Regions from separate parts of the Mus musculus genome. Here regions 1, 2, 3, 4 and 5 are each linked to region 6. Evidence: chromatin contacts called from public HiCAR-type, Micro-C and promoter capture Hi-C data. All regions are on one chromosome and are shown on one strand. Each heading gives the region's core, a stretch centred on a gene start, on an enhancer-like site or on the middle of the called end of the contact. The rest is flanking DNA. Distances are from core to core; before and after follow the strand shown. Region 1 has its middle 25 kb from the start of Map3k20. Region 2 overlaps Rapgef4 (Rap guanine nucleotide exchange factor (GEF) 4). Region 3 overlaps Map3k20 (mitogen-activated protein kinase kinase kinase 20). Region 4 holds the start of Map3k20 (mitogen-activated protein kinase kinase kinase 20). Region 5 overlaps Rapgef4 (Rap guanine nucleotide exchange factor (GEF) 4). Region 6 holds the start of Gpr155 (G protein-coupled receptor 155).

Region 1 (3,118 bases), core at 377-2,876, 1.1 Mb before region 6:
AAATGCTAAACCAGGTAAATGGCTTTCGGTGTTTCTTTATATAATATTTCAATGCCTTTAAGAACAGTTATTTCATGCAATATTGACGTCTGCCTATAAGTACACACATACAATGCCTCGGATTTTACTACACAATGATGTTTTTAAATCACAAAATAAATTTCCCTATAATGGTGGTTGTTCAATGTTTCACTATATCATAGGCCTCAATTAGCTGCAAAGGTTTTACTGTTATAGATTTCTACATTATTTATAAAGATCATTAACAGGGTGATTTTCATTCTTCCTTGCTTTGATCTTATTCTTCTTTATTCCTACAGTCCTTATAAGCTGCTATCCTGTGCTCACCGGCGCCATTCCCCAATTCCACGGTGACTGACACACTCTAACCTCATTTTAATTTACTTTCAACATTATTAAAAATTAATACATATTCTCCCATGTGTATTACCCTGGTATCCCAAATGAGAATAACAATTAATACATAAAATAAAGATAAGAGGTTTTAATTACAACTGGCTTTTATAGAAATACATTAAATTCCTTTATTCGGGGTAGAAAGGATGAGGTCAAAAAAATTAGTACTCTGAAAAGTATACCGTAGTAGCCAGGCAACCTTTCCTGATTCAAGAGAAGCAGTTAATATTTTAAAACTTGCAAACAAGCCAAAAGAAAATGAGATACCTACGGGGTCAAAAGAAGGATAATGAGGTTTGCTGAAAGATGTGGGGGGAAAAGAAAGAAAATGTTTTTCCCAAAAGCTCCAGTAGAAAATTATACATTTAAGTGTTTAACATAACTGCTCAGCAAGGTCACTGGCATAGTGTCCAGTTGCTAGGCTTACCCAGCAGCGTTTGAACACCATGCAGGTTAAATACATTTCCCTCCTGAATTCAATGGCATTTCCTCTCAAGCTATGAATGCTGATCAATGACTACCAGTGTGAGAAAATTAAAAGAAGTGTCACTCCGGTTTAAAATTGTGCTTTCTATAATAATAAAAATTCAGCATAGAGGAAGCAGTGTGGTAAAATGAGCCCCTGCCTTGAATAGCTTTTCCTTTGTTGTCGATCTAAAATGCATTACACGTCTTGCTTCTGAGTAATTTGAATCTGTCCTACATAGCACAGGGTAGTGTTGCATGAGCGGGCCCCAGCAGCCTTTACTTACAAATTGGAGAAAACCTTTAACCCAACTACCGCTGGTCATTATTTCTATTTGCTCACTGGTTCCACTGATTCATTAGCAGGTAATGATTAGCATGTCCTAGAGGTTGGATCTTGAACACCCCTGAAGTGCTTTTACGTTGAAGGCTTGTCCCCAGACCATGGTGATATTGGGAGATAGTGGAACCTTTAATAGGTGGAACCTATGGAAGGAATTGAGGTCATAGAGAAGCCTTTAATGTGTGGGGCCTGTGGAAGGAAGTGAGGTCACTGGGAGCAAGGGTTACTAGGATTCAAGCCTCTCTTCTTTCTCTTTGCTTCCTGGCAATCCTGACACAAGGAGCTTCCTCTATCATGTGCCCCAACAGGATGTAGGGCAATGTGGTCAAAGGACTTTGAATTGGAACCACTGACCATGAGCCAAAATATAATTTTCTTCCTCAAATCTCAAGTATTTTGTGAGGTCTCTACAGAACTCAGGATTCAGTGCTGCAACAAGCCACAGGGAGTTCCTCTTCTCATAGAGCTTAGCATAGAGTGGGGCAAAACAGAAGAAGCCACTTGCATAATCAGACGGACACAAGAAAAACCCATTCAAGGGAAGTTATGATGTTAGCACGCAAAATGAGGATTTTCCTGGAGTGAGGAAAAGGTGGCCAGTGGAATTGACAGTTGAGCTGAGCTCTGAAGGAGAGGAGGAAGAGAATTTGTTATATGATGGAAATGATGTTGGTAGCAAGGGCTAGGAAGCTCAGGTGCCTACAGGGATCATGGATAAGAATACTCCATGATATCCTGGTGAGCTAAGGAAGACTGAAGAGCATGCTGGCCCTCCACACCTTCCTTTTTTACCTGAGTAGTGTGCAGACATGGAAGACTAGAGTGGAGCTTGGGATGGTGTAGTCTTAGGGGGTAGATCCCTTGTTCTGGTCTGTCACAGCACCCTGATCTATGGAGAACACTACCCACTATACCTTAGTTACATTATTGTGCAAGTTGGGAGAAAGGTCGGAGGGAGCTGAAAAAACAAACAAACAACACCCAGACCTACAGTCACATACCCTCCCTTCACCTAAGTCTTTTGTAGGACATATTTCTACTTCATTGTGATAAAATACAAGAAACTAAAACTTAACCATTTAAAACTCTTTTGTAAGGAAGCAATTCAATGCCACTCTGCCATATGGATTCGTGCCCATACAACTCTAGCCGTCTTGAGTTGCAACTGCCATGGCTGCACCAGAGTAACACTGGTTAGTTTTCTACTTAGTTTCCCAGCAGACCAGAAATAGCCAGAGTAATTGGAGTGGTATATGGGACTTTACAACTAGACACTGGAGCCAGGAATGTATGTGACTCTGAGATGAGCTTAAGAAAATCAGGTATTATACATTCTGGCTTGGGCTAAGTCATTTTTGACCTGAGCATTGCATAAGCTCTTCCCCAAGCTAAAGGGCTCTGTATCACCTTGCTGCTGCCTCTGACCAGGCTTTTCTCAGTAAGTCCTCCCAATAAATTGCATTCTGTGTAACTCTCAATCTCTTTCTTTGGTTCCGTGGTAACTCTGAGCTGGTTCTCATACGCTAAAGCCAAGTTATTCTGGATCAAATACATTTATAGTGTTGGACAGCTGTCATGACTGTCTGTCCAACACCCTTTCAGCACCCAGACTGGAGCCCTACACCCCTCAGGCAGTAAGCCCCACTTCTCTACAGCTGTCCTAACAGCCATTCTGCCTCAGTTTTTGTATGTGCCTGTCACCTGCTGCACATAAGTACTGTCATTCAGTGTTCGTCCTTCTGTCCTTCTGTGTCTGAGTTGTTTGTGTAGTTGAATGTATTTGTGGCTCATCCATGTTGTATCATGTGCCCAGATGGAAATTTCTTCCCCTTTAAGGTTGATTTTTCCCCCTTGTGAGACAGGTCTCATGTAGTTCAAGTTAACCTTGAAGCT
Region 2 (2,934 bases), core at 53-2,552, 1.2 Mb before region 6:
CAGTGGGAACATTTGAGCTGATGAGCTCGAAAGACCTGGCGTACCAGATGACAACCTACGATTGGGAACTCTTCAACTGTGTGCATGAGGTAAGACGCCCAGCAAGGAGCGTCCATGGGCTCCATAGGATTCTGAGTGAAGCCTGCTGGCCTGACGCCACTCATGTTTCCGTGTGCTACCATATGGAAACCACATGATGGGTTTTGTGCATGCTGAGCTTATAAAACCCGTAAGTATTAAAGAAAAAAAAAATCTCTGTGATGCTATGCTATGTCTTCCAGAGTCTATTAAGCCAATAACACCTAGTTTATATTTATATATTCCACAAGCTTCATGAAAGCCCTTCAAATCTATATGACAAGGTACATCCGGGTTAGCGATTGAATTCACATCTGCTGCTTGATAGAACACTTTCCTGACAAACGGAGGAGCCAGGCTGGCGTTTTGATTTAAAAGCCAACAAATAAGTAAAATTGTTTTCCTTTCTGTTCTAGCTGGAGCTAATCTACCACACATTTGGAAGGCATAATTTTAAAAAGACCACGGCAAACTTGGATTTGTTCCTGAGGAGGTTTAATGAAATTCAGTTTTGGGTTGTCACTGAGGTCTGCCTTTGTTCCCAGCTCAGCAAACGTGTTCAGCTTTTGAAAAAATTTATCAAGATAGCGGCTCAGTAAGTGTCTTTAACTTTGGAGAAAGAATAAAAATGTCCCTGAACTCTGTTCTCATGGAAAACACCTTACAAAGAGAAACGGGTGTAAGAACAACCAGCAGTTGAATTCTTGAAAGAGAAGAATGTCTTCTAGCTTTTTAATAGTTAACATCAATATATAAATTAACATCTTGTAGTACTGATGCTGGAGTCAAAGGGGGGGGTGTGTTTTGCTCTGAACTCTTCAGATTTCCCCCACCCCCACCCCCCTTTGAAGAATGCTATTGAAGTCAACAAAAGTTCCTTTAGAAACTTTGGTTGCAAGGCTCTGGAAGCCGATGTGGCACATAACACGTTCTCACCAGTAGAGGGCAGTAGAACATGCTGGAACAACAGCTCACAGCTCAGGCAGAATAAAATCAGTAAAACGCATACAGGCCAGCTAACCTGGCACTAGGAAATCATCTCCATGCACATCAGAGAAAGCAAACATCTTATAAATATTCTATTTAAAAGCACTTCTTGGGAAACAATTTATTTACTGCAGGGGCCAGTTAGGTTTCTCCCTGACATGAATTTAATCTTCTCCTGCTATTTAGATATGCTTGACAACCTCCTGTTTACTTCCATGTTTTTGGTATCACCACAGTGCTAAAAATAAAAAAGCTAAATGTGGCTTGTGCTGCGAGACTCCTTCCCTTTCTAAATGCAGAGCCCGAGCTCGGGGAGGTTAGGAGAATGAGCGACCCCAGCCAGGCGTTTTCTTGAGCCAAACAGTTCAGATCCCACACACTCTCTTGATTTCCAGAGCTAAACAAAGAAGGGAAAGCGGCTTGGTGTTTTATAGAAGCCAGCTTGCCAAATGCCTTGAGTTGTTTTGCCAGATTTCGAGGAGACAATAGAATACCAGATCCTTTGAATCCAGGAGCTGCTTGCCTTGCCTTTTGGGAAAGCTGGCTGTTTGAAGACAGGTTTGGTGCGGCCACTTTCCCTAGCGGCGCGGTCAGGCGGCCTCTGTGCAGTGAGCAGATGCCTTCATGTGTTTGGAATGAGTGGCTTATGGAAACTATGACAGGGTGAGCTTTCCCATCATAGAGAGCTTGTTCTCTCTTCACCTTAGCCTGCTGGTGCCAAGTGCAGCAGGAAGGAAGAGAGGACCTGCCTGTCAGTTTACAACAGAGCAGGCAACACAGAAAAGGCTCTCAAAACACCCAGGAGTTTGTTTTGTTTGTTTGTTTCTGCCTTTGTAATGTATCCCCTATCTTCCTGACTCTCTGTATTATACAGGTAGACTTGGCCTTTCCTGCAAATCAGCTGACTATTTAGCCATATTCAGCCCTGTGCTGAGGCTGCTGTCCCGCCATGAACCTGTTCACTCAACCCAGTTAGTACAGACTCTAGGCTTTCCTAACCCTGAGTCTACAGGAATAGACAGAAGCCTCTAGACCAGTGGTTTTCAGCCTTTGGGTCTCGATCCGTTTGGGGGTCACATATCAGGAATCTTGCGTATCAGATATTTACATTACAATTCATACAATGATTGTTGTGAAGTAGCAACAGAATAACGTTATGGTCGGAGGTCCCCACAACGTGAGGAACTGTATTAAAGGGTCACAGCATTAGGAAGGTTGAGAGCCACTGAGGTAGACAATAGCATCTGTTTTGCTTGCTGTCTTTAGAAAAGCTGCAGCATTTTCTTTTAAGTTCTTGGCCCAGTCTGGAGCTTAGCAAAATTAAAGAGGCAAAGCTGGGGTAGGTGCTTTAGTCCTGTATTCACAGGAGAAAAAACCGAGACAGGAAGTCATCTCCTGGCTTGCCTTGAATGATAAGCAAAGCTGCAAATGGAGCAGGTCTGCCGCTCTGGATTTATTATCTCCAAGTCACCCACACAAGGCAAAGGCCAGTGATGCAGGTGGAGATGCCGGCCCTTGTTCTGGGAGCCACTACCCTAGCATTGTGACATCCTTGCTTGCTTTCTCGTGTGTGAGCCGATCCACCATAACTCCTCTAAAGTGCATTTCCCCACCGCCACGACCTATGAAGAACGGCTCGTGGCTACTTTTTGAGTTGAATATGAGCAGCCAAAGCAACCATTCAATGAGCCTTCTGCAAAAATGTTTTGTTCAAACATTATTTATTTACTTTTATTTTGTAGAACATGATTTTAATATTTTCAAACAATAATTATTTTAAGATATATTTCATTGTTAGGTCTCCCTTTTCATTTCTGAATTTATAATTTGGATACTGTCTCTGAGCAATCTGGTTAGGCTGGCTAAGGA
Region 3 (2,989 bases), core at 256-2,755, 1.1 Mb before region 6:
AAAGCAATATTTTAGTCAAAGGTGAGTAAAATCCAGCAAATATTGTAGAACCACGGAAGGATGGCAGTTGATCAGGCAGCAGTAGTCCCTTAGGTACACGTAGTAGCCTCTGAATGGATAACAAAGCAAACCCTGGGATGGAGCCGATGTAAGACAACTGTAATGTTACACAGGGTGGGAGCTAGGGCCAGGAAGACGGCAACTGGCAATGTGCTTTCTGGGCAAGCAAGAGGACCTGGGTTTGGATTCCCACACCCTTCATATTGAATCGTAATCTGGAACTGGGAGGTGGAGCCAGGATGACCCACATGGCTTGAGGCCAGCCAGCTAATCTGAATTGCTAAGTTTGGGGTTCAGTGAGAGACCCTGTCTCGAAAATAAGCTGGAGAGTGATTGGGGAGAACAGGTACCATTGACCTCTGGTGCACACACATGTGAGCACACATGCACGTGGGCACACATGAGGTCAGCTAACTACTTTGATGTTAGTTCGTATTTTCCTAGTTCTATGGGTAGTTTGCAGCCAGTATTCGATGTCTGATGCTATGAAATATCCCTGATCTCACCCCCAAACCATCCCAGTAGAAATTCAGTGGATTCTGTATCAAAGGCTGTGGGGAGGAAACGTGATCTGCTTGGGCTGCCTGTCACCCCTTTGGTCTGCAAGGTTAATTTGGATAATTGGACTGACTAGTCAGTATCCCCTTCCCTCATTCCTCCGAGTGTCCCTCTTGTAGCTATATGCTTGGCTGAGGAGGATGGCCTTTCCTAATAAAGAGGGCTGTTTCTTGGTCAAGGATATATACGTAGTCCACTCCTGTGTTAGAACCTTCAAGCTCTCAAAGATAGTCTCTAGGGATGAAAAGAGCTCTATTTTAGGACACCTAAAGGAATGGGAGTTTATCTAGCAGTATTCCCCACCATGCATGCTTTGTCAATAATGGAGACAATTTAAAAGTTAGTATTGATCCATCTGCCATGTGAACACCAAATTTACAATAGATGGAAACCAGATCCAGCCATGCCCATCTGGACCGGACCTATGACGACTCTCAGTGTCTCAGAAAAAACTCCCCAACCCTGCACCAGGCATTTATGCCTTTAAAAGGTCAACCCACAGCAACATGTCTCCTTCTCTGCTCCTGCCCCTCATCCGGGTGAGGGTGCAGTTCAGGTGAGGACAGGACACACCCCAGACAGGTGGAGTGTGTTCTACCTGCTCCCTGACTGCCGGAAGTTGCCTTTGCAACACCTCTTTTTCATAGCTGTGTTGCTTGCTGTTTTATCCTCCTGACACCAGAGATGGCTATCTGAAAAGAGAAAACCCCAGTCCAAAAAAAAAAAAAAAAAAAAAAATCCCTTCAAGTTTGGCTTGTAGACAAGTCTGTGGGCCATATTCTTGATTAATGATTGATGTGGGAAGGGCCCAGCCCACTGTAGGGTGTCATCCCTGGGCCCATGGTCCTGGTTTAAGAAAGCTGGCTGAACAAGCCATGGAGAGCAAGCTGGTAAGCAACGTTCTTTGTGGTCTCTGTTTAAGTTCCTCCCACAAGGTGCTTGCCCCAGAGTTCCTGCCTTTGGGCTTCCCCTGATGATGGTTGTAAGCTGTAAGCCACTTAAACCCTTTCTGCCCCAACTTGCTTTTGGTCATGGTGTTTGTAAGAGCATTAGAGAGCAAGCTGAAAGAACAGCTGCCCTGCCCTCTCTTTCCCGCAGCAGAGGGACATTTTCCCAGTGTGTTTTCATCGTGTTCATCCCTCCACACAGCCCTCGTCTTGGGTACTTTTGTGTGCCTCTGACCCAACCTGACCCTTCCCGGTGAGATGCCCACTGTTGTGTTACAAGACCAGAATCCCAGGTGGTTGTCCTGTACCACTTCACCAGCCTTGTGACCCATGGCCAGTTAGTTACTTAGCCATTAAATCTCACGTTCTACAACATGGACATGTTAGTAGAATTGTATAGGCTTATTAAGGGAACTAAGCTAGTACCCAAGAGGCATTAACACAGTGCCTGCCACATAGGAATATTAAGTAATATTCATATATATGTGTATATATACATATATATATACACACATATATACATACACACACACACACACACACACATATATATATGTGTATATATATATATATATATATATATATATATATATATCCCTACAAGCTGAGGATCTAGGGACTTGTGTGTGCAAGGTTATCCCTTTATCACGCTGCCACCCTTTTTTTCCTGGCCTCTTTGTGCTTCCAAACTGCCTACAGTATTATATTTTACAGATAGTAATAAAAATATTTATTGACTTTAAAATGCGGTTTATTTATTTCCAACCTTAAATAAGTGTTTCTCTATTAAGTTGGTAATGGAGACAAACACAGTTTAGGGATGTTGTGTTTTTAGAGACTGTCTCTCTTTGTAGCCTAGGATGGCTCTCAGCCCTTACTTCTTCTGTCTCTGCCACAATAACTGTCTTAGGGAACAACCTTTTTTAATACTTTGTCTAATGCCCCCCTCCATATTTTAAAGATGAGGGATTGATTGATTTTATTTCATTCTATAAATTTATAAGGCAGTACAGTAACAAAGCACTGTTCATTTTTAGGCTCTTTTACCACTAGAAGCTGATATGGAGTGTTCTTATCTATGGGATTAAGCACAGGTATGGTCTGAAAGCTGATGAAGTGACAGGGAGAGGGGATGAGCAATGCGGGGACTGCCACTTCCAAACTGATGCGTCTGGAAGAGCTTCCCTCCTGGTACCTGCAACTGAAGGCGCAGTAAAACGAGAGGCCAGAGTTTAGCACCGAGGGCGAGTCGTTCAGGCTAGGGTGTGAGAATTTAAACCTAAGAGACAGCCGAGAACCAGCTTTGTAGACTATAGTCTTAGAGCCTACAAGGGCCTCAGAAGATCAGTTTTCTTAACTACATATCAAAATGACCTGGTGGGCTTATGAAAATATTCTACAAGGATTCTCATTAACTCAATTCA
Region 4 (3,007 bases), core at 181-2,680, 1.1 Mb before region 6:
GAAGGAAGGAGAGATAGTATAAGCTAAAAATATCAGAAGCTGCAGGCTTCCAGTACAAAGCAAGGTATGGATGGCTGGTGACTGGCAAGCTGGAACCAGTGGCTAACACCTGATTTTGGTGAGCAGGAAACTGAGGACTGCCTGTTAAGTGTCCCATGTGACAACTGAGAGGAGCAACAGCAAAGTCAGGCTCTCTGATTCCTCAGCCAGAGTCAGGACACAATCGGATGTCTTTAAAGCTAAGGTGACTGCAGTCTCATGTTCATTTCGCGCTCAAGAGCCCAGCACCCTTTTTTTTTTTTTTTTTTTTGAGTAGATAGACAGCTTTTTTTTTTTTTTAAACAATTGTTTGATCACCTACAAAAGAATTTTTTTTAGCTGGATAGTTTTCATCAACCTTCTCAGTTACCAAAATGCAATTTATTAATCCAAAATCCTCAGTCTTTGTAATCACAGACCAGAAAGTGGTTTCTTTTTTCATTAGTGTATATTTACCCATCCTTTCCCATTCATATATTAAATATATATGAACGGTTTTCAAAATTTCTATTTCTCTTTGGGCTTCTTTTCTGATTTCCGTTTCTTGTTTCATCTCTGCCTGTTTTTCCTCTCCTGACTTCAAAACTCAGCAGGAAGCCAGTTTCCTCTCCACAGATTTCTATTTCTGTCAATGACACCATCGTTCTTCCAGTCACCCAGGTCTCAAATCTTGGCATCACCGCTTTCTTCTTTCCCAACCGAATGGGTCACAAATTTCTGTGGCCTCTTTCTGAAACATGTCTCTCAATTCCAATTTTCTTTTTAAAAACGATCCCAAACTGTACCCTCTAACTCTAGCCTTCACGATTCTATCTGTTACCTGGTAGTGACAATATCTACCACTTATCTTGTTTCCATCCCTAAGCAACTCTCTAAACCACTACTAAAATGGATGGGGAGGAAAGAGAATATGGCTTAACATCTTCAGGCTGGTAAGCCTCCTGCTCCAAATATAAAGCCATGCACTAAAATACGAATATCCATTTTGCACGATTTCAACTTTCCTTAACTCTCCACGTGTGTACACGTGAAATTCTAATTCAGAAACTGTGTTCCCTACTTTTGCAACCTCTCCTCTTTTTCCACTCCATCTACATCCTCCCCGATCAATTTCTTTTCTTCCCAAAGCCAGGTGACACGTTTTGTTCACACTTGTCATGGACTCTGTCTCCTCGATGGGAAATCGCGGGCACTTCATCTTAAAAGTCACCAACCAGAGCAGCAGGCCTTGACTCCTCCTCAAAATCTCCAAAGTACCTGTTGATGGTCCCACTGAGGCACCCGCGACCCTGACATTGCCTTCCCTGCTGTCCCCTTCCCAGCCAAGTGCATTCAGTCTCACGGGGGGTAAGGGGGGGGGGGCAGCAACCGGGCTCTCCGCGACCCCGAGCCCCGGCCTCCCTGCTGGGCACCGAGCCGGGCGTGCCCGGAGGCTGGCCGGCCGGCGGTTCCACGCTCGGAGGTAGGTGGTGCTGTTGCCGCGACGTCTTCCTCATTGGCGCCGCGCGGAGAGGCGGAATGTTCAACTCCTGACTCCGGCGGAAGCGTGGGAGCCGCGCGGGCCGCCGTCCCCGACCCCCGCCGCCGCTCGCGCCCGATCCGGGAGCCAGGTAAGGGCTGTGGGGGACGGGAGAGGCGGGAGGGAGCTCCGCTGGAGGACCGGCGGGACCGGGGCCTGCGGGGCCGGGGCAGCGCGGCTGCGGGAGGCCGGGGCTCGGCGGGCGGCTGTCCTTGGCTCGCCCCCGGTGCCCTGGAGACCCGTGGTCCCCGAGCCCGCAGACCCCGAGACCGCAGCCCCTGAGCCCTCAGTCCCTTGCCGCTGGGCCGAGGACGGCTTGGGCATGTCCGGGCCGGTCCAGCCGGGCACTCGGTGCCCGGAAGAGTCCGGCCTGGCACAGCTCGCGGCGATCCCGGGGAACCTGCGGCGGCTGCCCTTCCCGAGCACCCTCGCCTTCCGTGGGAGCACACGCGGGTGTCGCAGGCGCGGGGATCTACACCAGGGTGGGCACTGGGTGACCCGGGCCGCAGCCACGCCTCGCCCCGCGCGTGACAGATCTCGGGAAAAACTTTAATTCTAAACTGCCCAGATGACATTGGAACTGCCTGAAAAAAAACAACAATGGCACGTCATTGTTGGGTTGCTGAAAATGTATGTTTCTCATGCGCCTGGAGATCCTGCATAAGCACTGTTTATGGAGAACATAATTACTATTTTTGCTAGTTTCGTTAATAATGAAAGCACACCATTTGGTGGCCCGTTCCAGCGATTTCACAATAAGCAGCCTTCATTAATAATGCGTGTGAGAACCGTCTTCCAGAATGGATTGAGGACATCTGAGTTCGGATGGTTGTTAAAGTGAGTTCCTGTTTTACCCCTAAAGTGGTTGTAGCGAATCTTCTGGTCTTCTTGACTGTAGATGAAACCAACTGCCAGCATTTAGTGGATCCAAACCTACCAAAATATTTAACGATAAAAATAAACAAATGATTCAAGACCAGACTTCTTTGTCATCGGCCTGTCTCTACTCTGAAATTTCATTCTTTTTTTATCTTAAAAAAAAGTGACGGCTGCATTTTAATTATGGTTTTGATCATTTGTAGAGTCTTTGTTTTAGATTTCTGCTACAATAGTGAGAGATTTGGGAGATTGTAAATGAACATGAATTTAGCTTGTTTAGAAAGAGAGAATTAAGAGAGAAAAATGGTCTTTGGAGCACTGTTTATTTTAGTCTTTTACAATGTAATTTTGACAAAAATTTTGGGGGATTTTTTTTTAAACTGGAGAATGTGCAAGTCAGAAGTTTAAGTGGGAAACATTTTGTTGTCTTAGAAAGCAAGTAGCTGATTAATCTTTTAAAAGTTTTTGTTTTGTTTTGTTTTAGGGGGGATACATAAGAACACATTAAGAAAAATAATAACCAAATATTAAGCACACAGATTTAGATCTAAAAATGGATGGTCAAAGATC
Region 5 (2,982 bases), core at 2-2,501, 1.2 Mb before region 6:
TAAATAAATGTCCCTTAGAGGTCTGCCTGATGGGGATTGTTACAAGCTTGTCTAGACAGTAGTTTTGGAATAGACTTTCTGATCCAAGTAGAAGTCTAGTGAAAGTATTTCTGGATGATAGGAAATCGTATAATCTGTGTGATAGATAACTTTAGGCGAGCCTGAAAACCACCTCTAACGGGCACCACGCAAAGCACAAGTCCCTTCTCCTGTCCCTTGTCTTCCCACATTTTTCTTTTTTCCCCCCCTAGGTGAAACGGGAGTTAGCAGGTGTTCTCATTTTTGAGTCTCACGCCAAAGGAGGAACTGTGTGTAAGTGAGAGCCCTAATGGAAGCGCCATGCCTCACCACACTCCCTGCTGGGCAGGCCTGGCCACACCCTCTGGTCAGGCTTGGCCACACCCCCTCCCTGCCTGTCACGCCTGGCCACACCCCTTGCTGTTCATCAATGCCCCACTCTCTCTATTGGCCCTACTCTGACCTGGCAGGATATCACTTGGCACTTGTCCTTTTCTGGACTCGTGACTATTCCATCCTGTGTCAGTCAATCTGAAGTTTGGTGGGTATTCCAGCACCACACATGTAACACTTGCCAGTCTGAGTCCTGCAGGCTCTCTACCCCACTGGCTCAATACTGTCTAGAACGGGTGGGATGAATCAAGTCTCTACTCTTCCTGCAGGGTTCTGGGTAGTAACTTCCATATAGTGGATATAGAAGAACTAATCTGTGGCTGAGGGATAGTTCAGATAGCAGAGCACTTGCCTAACATGTTGAAACCCTCCCTGGGTTCTATGCTGAGCATTGCATAACCCAGTGTGGGGAGGAGGGTTGAGAGGGTGCTCCAGAGAGGGAAGTAGGAAACTTTAAGGTTCAAGGTCATCCATGGGTATAGAGCAATTTTGAGATCCAGTCACAAAAAAAAGGTTGAGGTTTTTGGTTTTTTTTTTTTTTAATGAATTAATTTGGCTCTGGAAATCTCCTGTTACAGTTAAAATACTTAACACACCTTAAGTTATCATTGACAATACTGTGTAAAGTATTGTGTTTCTTGTTTAGTTTTTTTTTTTTTTTTCATCATGCACCATGGGCTCCAAGCCCAAGAGAACTTCTTTGCCTCAGATAGTCACATAGTGTCAGTCATATGGGGGCTTCTCTCTGGAATTCACATTGTCCTTCAGTTCTGTGATCATAGCTGGAAGCAAGAAGTTTAGACATTAATAGATGCACGCAGCATTGCTGATGCTGGTGTTTCCCTCTAGTGGACAAAATCTTTGCTGAGCAGTTGGGGTTAAGGTCAGAAGATGAGTCAGCATGTCAGGGGTTATGAGGGGTTCTGTACGAAACTGAGAGGGACGGCTAGAGATAAATGGAAGTAAACCAGGGACACATGGAACACTTTGTTAGTCCCCAGCAATGAAACAAACTTCCAGGAGACCTGTTTTGGAAACTTTTGCTCTTTGTTAGATACATTGTGGTAGTTAAAAATAAACAAGAGATATGAGTTAGAGATGGAAACTGAGCTTTAAACATTGTATCTCAAAATGTCTCCCCCCCCACACACACACTCATTAGGAACACTATTGCTAATACCGATATCTCTGTCAGCAAGAAACCCAATTTTTTTTTTGCCTTTTCAGGATCATTTTTGTATAATTTTTATTTTTTGTTTCTTTAGTTCTCCTTTATTTAATTCGTTTTCATTATTCTGTTAATTCTTTTTATTCGAATCACTAGTTGTTTTCACTGAACTATGAAATATTTAAATGGATGAAAACAGAGATTATTAAAATAGCTTATTTTTATCAAAACGCTCTTGTTTGCACTACAGTTTAAACACTTTCCAAACAATGAGACTGTCCTCCAGCTGTCTCGAGTTCCTCCCCTTAGCCTGCTCTTCCCTCCTCCTCAACGGTGATTCCTACTCTGAATATGTTGGTTCTGATCCTAACCAATTAAGAACGTATGCATAGGTATATATTTATCAACAAGCTACCGCACTGATTTACATGTTTTCAAACTTCATATTGCTGGTCAGATCATTTTTAAAACCTATTTTGCATTGCACAATGCTTTGTGAATTATGGGGGAACGCACTTTCCATTAAGACGTGCCTTGCTGGTAAATTGATACCCAGTAAGAACCTGTCTCTCAGGGCAAAGCAAATACTACAGTCTCTCGTCCTTTTATGTTCCACAGAGAGACAATAATGTTCTACCTGAATTAGTTAGGATTTGCCGGTAATTTTTTTTTATTTTATGTATGCGTAACTCTGGAGCCTGAAAGCGATGATTTGATAAGCTGTAATTTATATTGATGTGCTGCTATTCTTGTCCTGTTCTTGTCATGAGTCTCTCCATCTTTTTGTGTCTAGTGTTTAACCAGGGGGAAGAAGGTACCTCCTGGTACATCATTCTGAAAGGATCCGTGAATGTAGTCATTTATGGCAAGGTATAATATATCTATCTATATCTTCTTCTTTCTGAAGCTTTATTATATGCCATTTACTAGTGTGCCTCTAAGTAGTAACAAATGTTGTTGCAATTAAATTTACCATGGCATTGTTACTCCATGTAGAAAAGATATAATTTCATCTTTAATCATAAATTTTCCTCAATTATTGCACTCAGAGTCATTCATTGACTGTATTTATTTCTGTGAAAGAAATAAGAAGCATTTTAATTTGATTATAATACTAATGTAGTCCACTTACAGACACAGTGTTTGATGGTGGGGGAAGGGAAGGAAGATGTTTGATCCCCCCCTTTTTTTCCCTGAATGTGCCCCTCTCTCCAGGGTGTGGTCTGCACCCTGCACGAAGGAGATGACTTTGGCAAGTTAGCTCTAGTGAACGATGCTCCAAGAGCTGCCTCCATTGTTCTTCGGGAAGATAATTGTCACTTCCTAAGAGTCGACAAGGAAGACTTCAATCGGATTCTGAGGGTGAGTTGAGAGACATCCAATGTTTCCCTTCTTGAATTAAA
Region 6 (3,025 bases), core at 162-2,661:
ACTTTTTAAAAGTAATCTGTCCTTTTCCCCCTTTCAATTTTTCCAGTGTTATAAACAGTTCCCGAGGCAAATGAAAGTTAAAATGACTTCTAGTCTGACATAATGTCACACACCTGTAATCACAGCACTAGTGAGGCAGAGGCAGGAAGACCATGGGTTCAAGCCCAGCTACAAAGAAAAGCCAGCCAGGACTTAAATTAGCAGCTGTCTCAAAATAAGGAAGGGAGAAAAAAAAAAACTAAAAATAACTCTGAAGTTTTATCTCATACCATTTTAAACATGAAAACAAAACAAAACGAAAAACCGCTTCTTATGCACATTTTAAGATTAACAAGAACCACAACAAAGGAAGTTTTAAAAATGTCATCCAGTCCTTTAAACTACAAAAACAAGACTTGTTGCAGAACAAACAAGTTGTCCTATCACTGGAAAAGCCAATTCACTGGGCCAGACACTAGAAAACGAAGTATACAAACCATCTAGTCGCATTACATCTGACTTAGATAACATGACCAAAGCACTGAAATTGTAGGTTAAATGCTATTAAGTTCAAATGTGCTGCAGTACTGACTTGAAAGAAAAAGCTTTAAACTGAGGCTGTTCTCTTCTCAAACACTCCTATCCTTTAGACAGGAGAAAAGCCTAATGCCTTGCAGCACTATAAAAAGCACTCTTCAACATCAACAGGCACTCCAGTCACTGCCTTTTCCCTTGTCAATCTGCAGGATCAGACTTTGGCCCGCCAAGATAAGGAGTGCAGAGTCCCTGACCAAATAGATGATACCGAGGGCAGCTGACACCCGTGGAAGTGGAAAGCCAGGGCATGGGAGTCACAACGTCAGGTGCTCCGTAAAGAAGTATGGGAGAAAATTTGGCGCAAAGATCCCGAGGTGCTCAGGAGGGGCAGACACGAAGGCCACCTTGGGCTAAAGTAAAAAGTCCGAGATGACAATGTGAGCACACGTGCAACGGGGTGCTTCGCACCCTGGGGACCGCAGCTCTGGCACCAGAGGGGACAAGTCGTCCCTTGTGAGCAGACCATCTCCAGTGTTCCCGCAGGTTTCAGGCGCAGGCTCTGTGGAGCAGAGGCGGACAGGCGCAGCAGCTAGCCGAGGCGCCAGGGCAGCCTGGCGCTGCCCACTGGTCCGGACCCCAGGGGCAGGGGCCATTGCAAACGCAACTGGGGCTCATCTCACCTGCTAGGTCTGCAGCTCCGGCTGCAAGGAGAAGGAAGCCGATGCTCACAGAGGGCCAAGCAGCGAGCACACCGCCGTCATCTCCCGCCCCGAACCCTCTTGTAGCGGCGTGTGCCAGCGGCAGATGCCCAACCACGTTCCGAGAAAGGGAGGGGTGAGCCGCTGCGGTCCTGTCAGCTACCTTAGGCGTCTGCAGCCCGGTGCCTCCTCCCCGCCTCCGCCCCGCCTTCAGGCTCCGCCCCTGGCCTGGAGGTCAGAGAAGCCGGTCTCCATTCTGCCGTGAGGCCCCGCCCCCAAGCTCAGGACATGGCCCCGCCCCGCCCAAGGCCCCGCCTCCAGCATGGAGGTCCGCGTTTCAAATCTCCACCCCGCCGTCAGGCCACACCCCTAAGCTCCAGTGCTACACTGCACTCCGCCCTGGGGCTCCACCCCAAGGCCCCGCCCCTAGCCAGAAGGCCCGAATGCGGGTCTCCACCTCGCCTTTAGGCCCCGCCCCCAAGGACAAGCGACACCGCTCCACCCCCGGTGCCCGAGGCCACACAGCCCAGTCCCTGCCCTTATGCTTCGCCTCCGCCAAAGCCACTTGGCCGCCGGTCTCCCGTAGCTGTACTTCCGGCTTTTCTCTTCCCACAAGATGGCGGCCGGGTGGGGATTGGCAGTATTGGTTTCCTCCGCCTCTGCTCAGACTCAGGAAGGCCTGTCATCATTTCGGTTAACCTCAGCTTCCAGTAATCCTGTCAATTCCTCTCCTGGTTAGCCTCGTCATTGCATAGTATAGAGTTATAAATGCAAGGATGTGAGTTCAAACCCTGCCTTCTACCTTTCCCAAGCTAGCATGATCTTGACCTTCCTAAATCAAAAGAGATTAAAATATAAGCTTTAGTTGTGTGCTTGATTTAGAATACATTGCCAGCAGCGACTGCTTCTTTTTCTGTTGTGGAGGAACTCTGGCTGTATGCTCTTAGTTTACAGACAGGAATCTCCTAGTATTCTCGGAAGTCTACTGGGGCTTCTCGAAGTCAACGTGTGAAAATGAAGACATTTTCTGAAACAAAAAATATTTCTAATTTAAAGCCTGATCTCAGTGATTTTGTAAGTATTTCTTAAAAAGAAATCTTGCTTTGCAAATTTTACTGTTTTGTCTGGCCACTACTATGTCCTATTAATCTGTGCAGTTTTAGTACAAAGTACAGTACTATTTGCACCTTTAAATTAAGTTACTATATGGTTTACTAAGAAAATAAAAGCCGGGAAGGGAGATGGGATGGGGGAAGGGGGTTCCGAGGGAAAATGAGGAAAGGGGATAAAATTTGAAATGTAAATAAAGAAAATATGTAATAAAAAATGGGAAAAAAAAAGAAAAGAAAAGCCAAGAGCTGGCTTAAGGATATGAAGCCTAAGGAAAGGTGAGCAGAATTGAAACTATTTTTTAAAATGTAGCTTACTCCCTTTTGGTTCATTTTTTGTCTTTCTCACTTTTAACTATTAACCTAACTGCAAAAAAAAAAAAAAAAAAAAAAACAATACATCTGTTATCTCAAGGCTAAATGGATTCCTGCCTTGAAACTATGAACATTAGTCAAACTAAATATTTAGTGAACTTTGACTTTTAAAGGATTATTGAAAGACAGGCCTAGAAAGGAAAGTTAAGGCCAACCTGTAGGAGTTCCTTGTGTTAGCTTAGCTTAGTTTATCCTCTGACAGCACAGTAAGATTGGTACAATTTCCCCACACTGGAACATGTCAGTGGATTTTGTGCCTTATGATCTGGAAGCCTTCCCAGGATAAGTGGAGAGATGAAAGGCAGAAAGGACAGTATGGTGACTTTG

The links. Promoter capture Hi-C pulls out the DNA fragments that hold promoters and counts their contacts. A called contact is a pair of places that touch in the nucleus more often than the background predicts. HiCAR-type assays count read pairs that join an accessible place to other places.
Region 1: a contact with region 6 is called in a promoter capture Hi-C map of the HPC-7 cell line, with 6 times the contacts expected there. The contact joins the enhancer-like site here to the promoter of Gpr155 in region 6. A contact is called at or near these places in 11 of 39 promoter capture datasets (the 3T3-L1 cell line, 3T3-L1-derived adipocytes, the HPC-7 cell line and 6 more) and 1 of 115 datasets of contacts at active chromatin or transcription factors (astrocytes).
Region 2: a HiCAR-type map of astrocytes shows a contact between it and region 6, with 4 times the contacts expected there. The contact joins the enhancer-like site here to the promoter of Gpr155 in region 6. A contact is called at or near these places in 11 of 39 promoter capture datasets (the 3T3-L1 cell line, 3T3-L1-derived adipocytes, the HPC-7 cell line and 8 more) and 6 of 115 datasets of contacts at active chromatin or transcription factors (astrocytes, cardiomyocytes, embryonic forebrain and 3 more).
Region 3: a contact with region 6 is called in a promoter capture Hi-C map of the HPC-7 cell line, with 5 times the contacts expected there. The contact joins the enhancer-like site here to the promoter of Gpr155 in region 6. A contact is called at or near these places in 3 of 39 promoter capture datasets (the HPC-7 cell line, cranial neural crest and embryonic stem cells), 2 of 115 datasets of contacts at active chromatin or transcription factors (astrocytes and embryonic forebrain) and 1 of 9 other capture datasets (embryonic stem cells).
Region 4: a contact with region 6 is called in a Micro-C map of embryonic stem cells, with 4 times the contacts expected there. The contact joins the promoter of Map3k20 here to the promoter of Gpr155 in region 6. A contact is called at or near these places in 17 of 39 promoter capture datasets (the 3T3-L1 cell line, 3T3-L1-derived adipocytes, the C10 cell line and 12 more), 2 of 484 Hi-C or Micro-C datasets (embryonic stem cells and large pre-B cells), 5 of 115 datasets of contacts at active chromatin or transcription factors (astrocytes, embryonic fibroblasts, embryonic hindbrain and 2 more) and 3 of 9 other capture datasets (adipose tissue, embryonic stem cells and liver).
Region 5: a promoter capture Hi-C map of the HPC-7 cell line shows a contact between it and region 6, with 6 times the contacts expected there. The contact joins the enhancer-like site here to the promoter of Gpr155 in region 6. A contact is called at or near these places in 14 of 39 promoter capture datasets (the 3T3-L1 cell line, 3T3-L1-derived adipocytes, the HPC-7 cell line and 9 more), 3 of 115 datasets of contacts at active chromatin or transcription factors (astrocytes, embryonic forebrain and embryonic hindbrain) and 2 of 9 other capture datasets (adipose tissue and liver).

Annotation. Positions count from the first base shown.
Region 1 is chr2:72,259,320-72,262,437 of GRCm38.p6, forward strand. No RefSeq gene overlaps it. Among named protein-coding and RNA genes, the nearest start is that of Map3k20, 25 kb to the right of the region's middle. Within about 2 kb of position 1,627, at least 33 of the 459 cell types and tissues checked have an H3K27ac peak or open chromatin away from gene starts, as enhancers often do. A contact at or near this core is called in the HPC-7 cell line, where this site is marked.
Region 2 is chr2:72,234,114-72,237,047 of GRCm38.p6, forward strand. Rapgef4 (Rap guanine nucleotide exchange factor (GEF) 4) reads left to right here. Exons shown (of 31, transcript NM_001204165.1): 24 at 1-89; 25 at 495-673. Among named protein-coding and RNA genes, the nearest start is that of Map3k20, 50 kb to the right of the region's middle. Within about 2 kb of position 1,303, at least 65 of the 459 cell types and tissues checked have an H3K27ac peak or open chromatin away from gene starts, as enhancers often do. A contact at or near this core is called in astrocytes, cardiomyocytes, forebrain and 1 more, where this site is marked.
Region 3 is chr2:72,327,071-72,330,059 of GRCm38.p6, forward strand. The region is part of intron 2 of Map3k20 (mitogen-activated protein kinase kinase kinase 20); the gene reads left to right. Among named protein-coding and RNA genes, the nearest start is that of Gm52556, 23 kb to the right of the region's middle. Within about 2 kb of position 1,506, at least 40 of the 459 cell types and tissues checked have an H3K27ac peak or open chromatin away from gene starts, as enhancers often do. A contact at or near this core is called in the HPC-7 cell line, where this site is marked.
Region 4 is chr2:72,284,207-72,287,213 of GRCm38.p6, forward strand. It overlaps Map3k20 (mitogen-activated protein kinase kinase kinase 20), which reads left to right and starts at 1,431. Exons shown (of 20, transcript NM_023057.5): 1 at 1,431-1,649.
Region 5 is chr2:72,195,965-72,198,946 of GRCm38.p6, forward strand. Rapgef4 (Rap guanine nucleotide exchange factor (GEF) 4) reads left to right here. Exons shown (of 31, transcript NM_001204165.1): 12 at 252-312; 13 at 2,373-2,449; 14 at 2,795-2,941. Among named protein-coding and RNA genes, the nearest start is that of Map3k20, 88 kb to the right of the region's middle. Within about 2 kb of position 1,252, at least 52 of the 459 cell types and tissues checked have an H3K27ac peak or open chromatin away from gene starts, as enhancers often do. A contact at or near this core is called in the HPC-7 cell line, embryonic stem cells, hematopoietic stem and progenitor cells and 1 more, where this site is marked.
Region 6 is chr2:73,385,069-73,388,093 of GRCm38.p6, forward strand. It overlaps Gpr155 (G protein-coupled receptor 155), which reads right to left and starts at 1,412. Exons shown (of 17, transcript NM_001190297.2): 1 at 1,197-1,412. It overlaps Gm13707 (a long non-coding RNA gene), which reads left to right and starts at 1,782. Exons shown (of 9, transcript XR_866430.3): 1 at 1,782-2,288.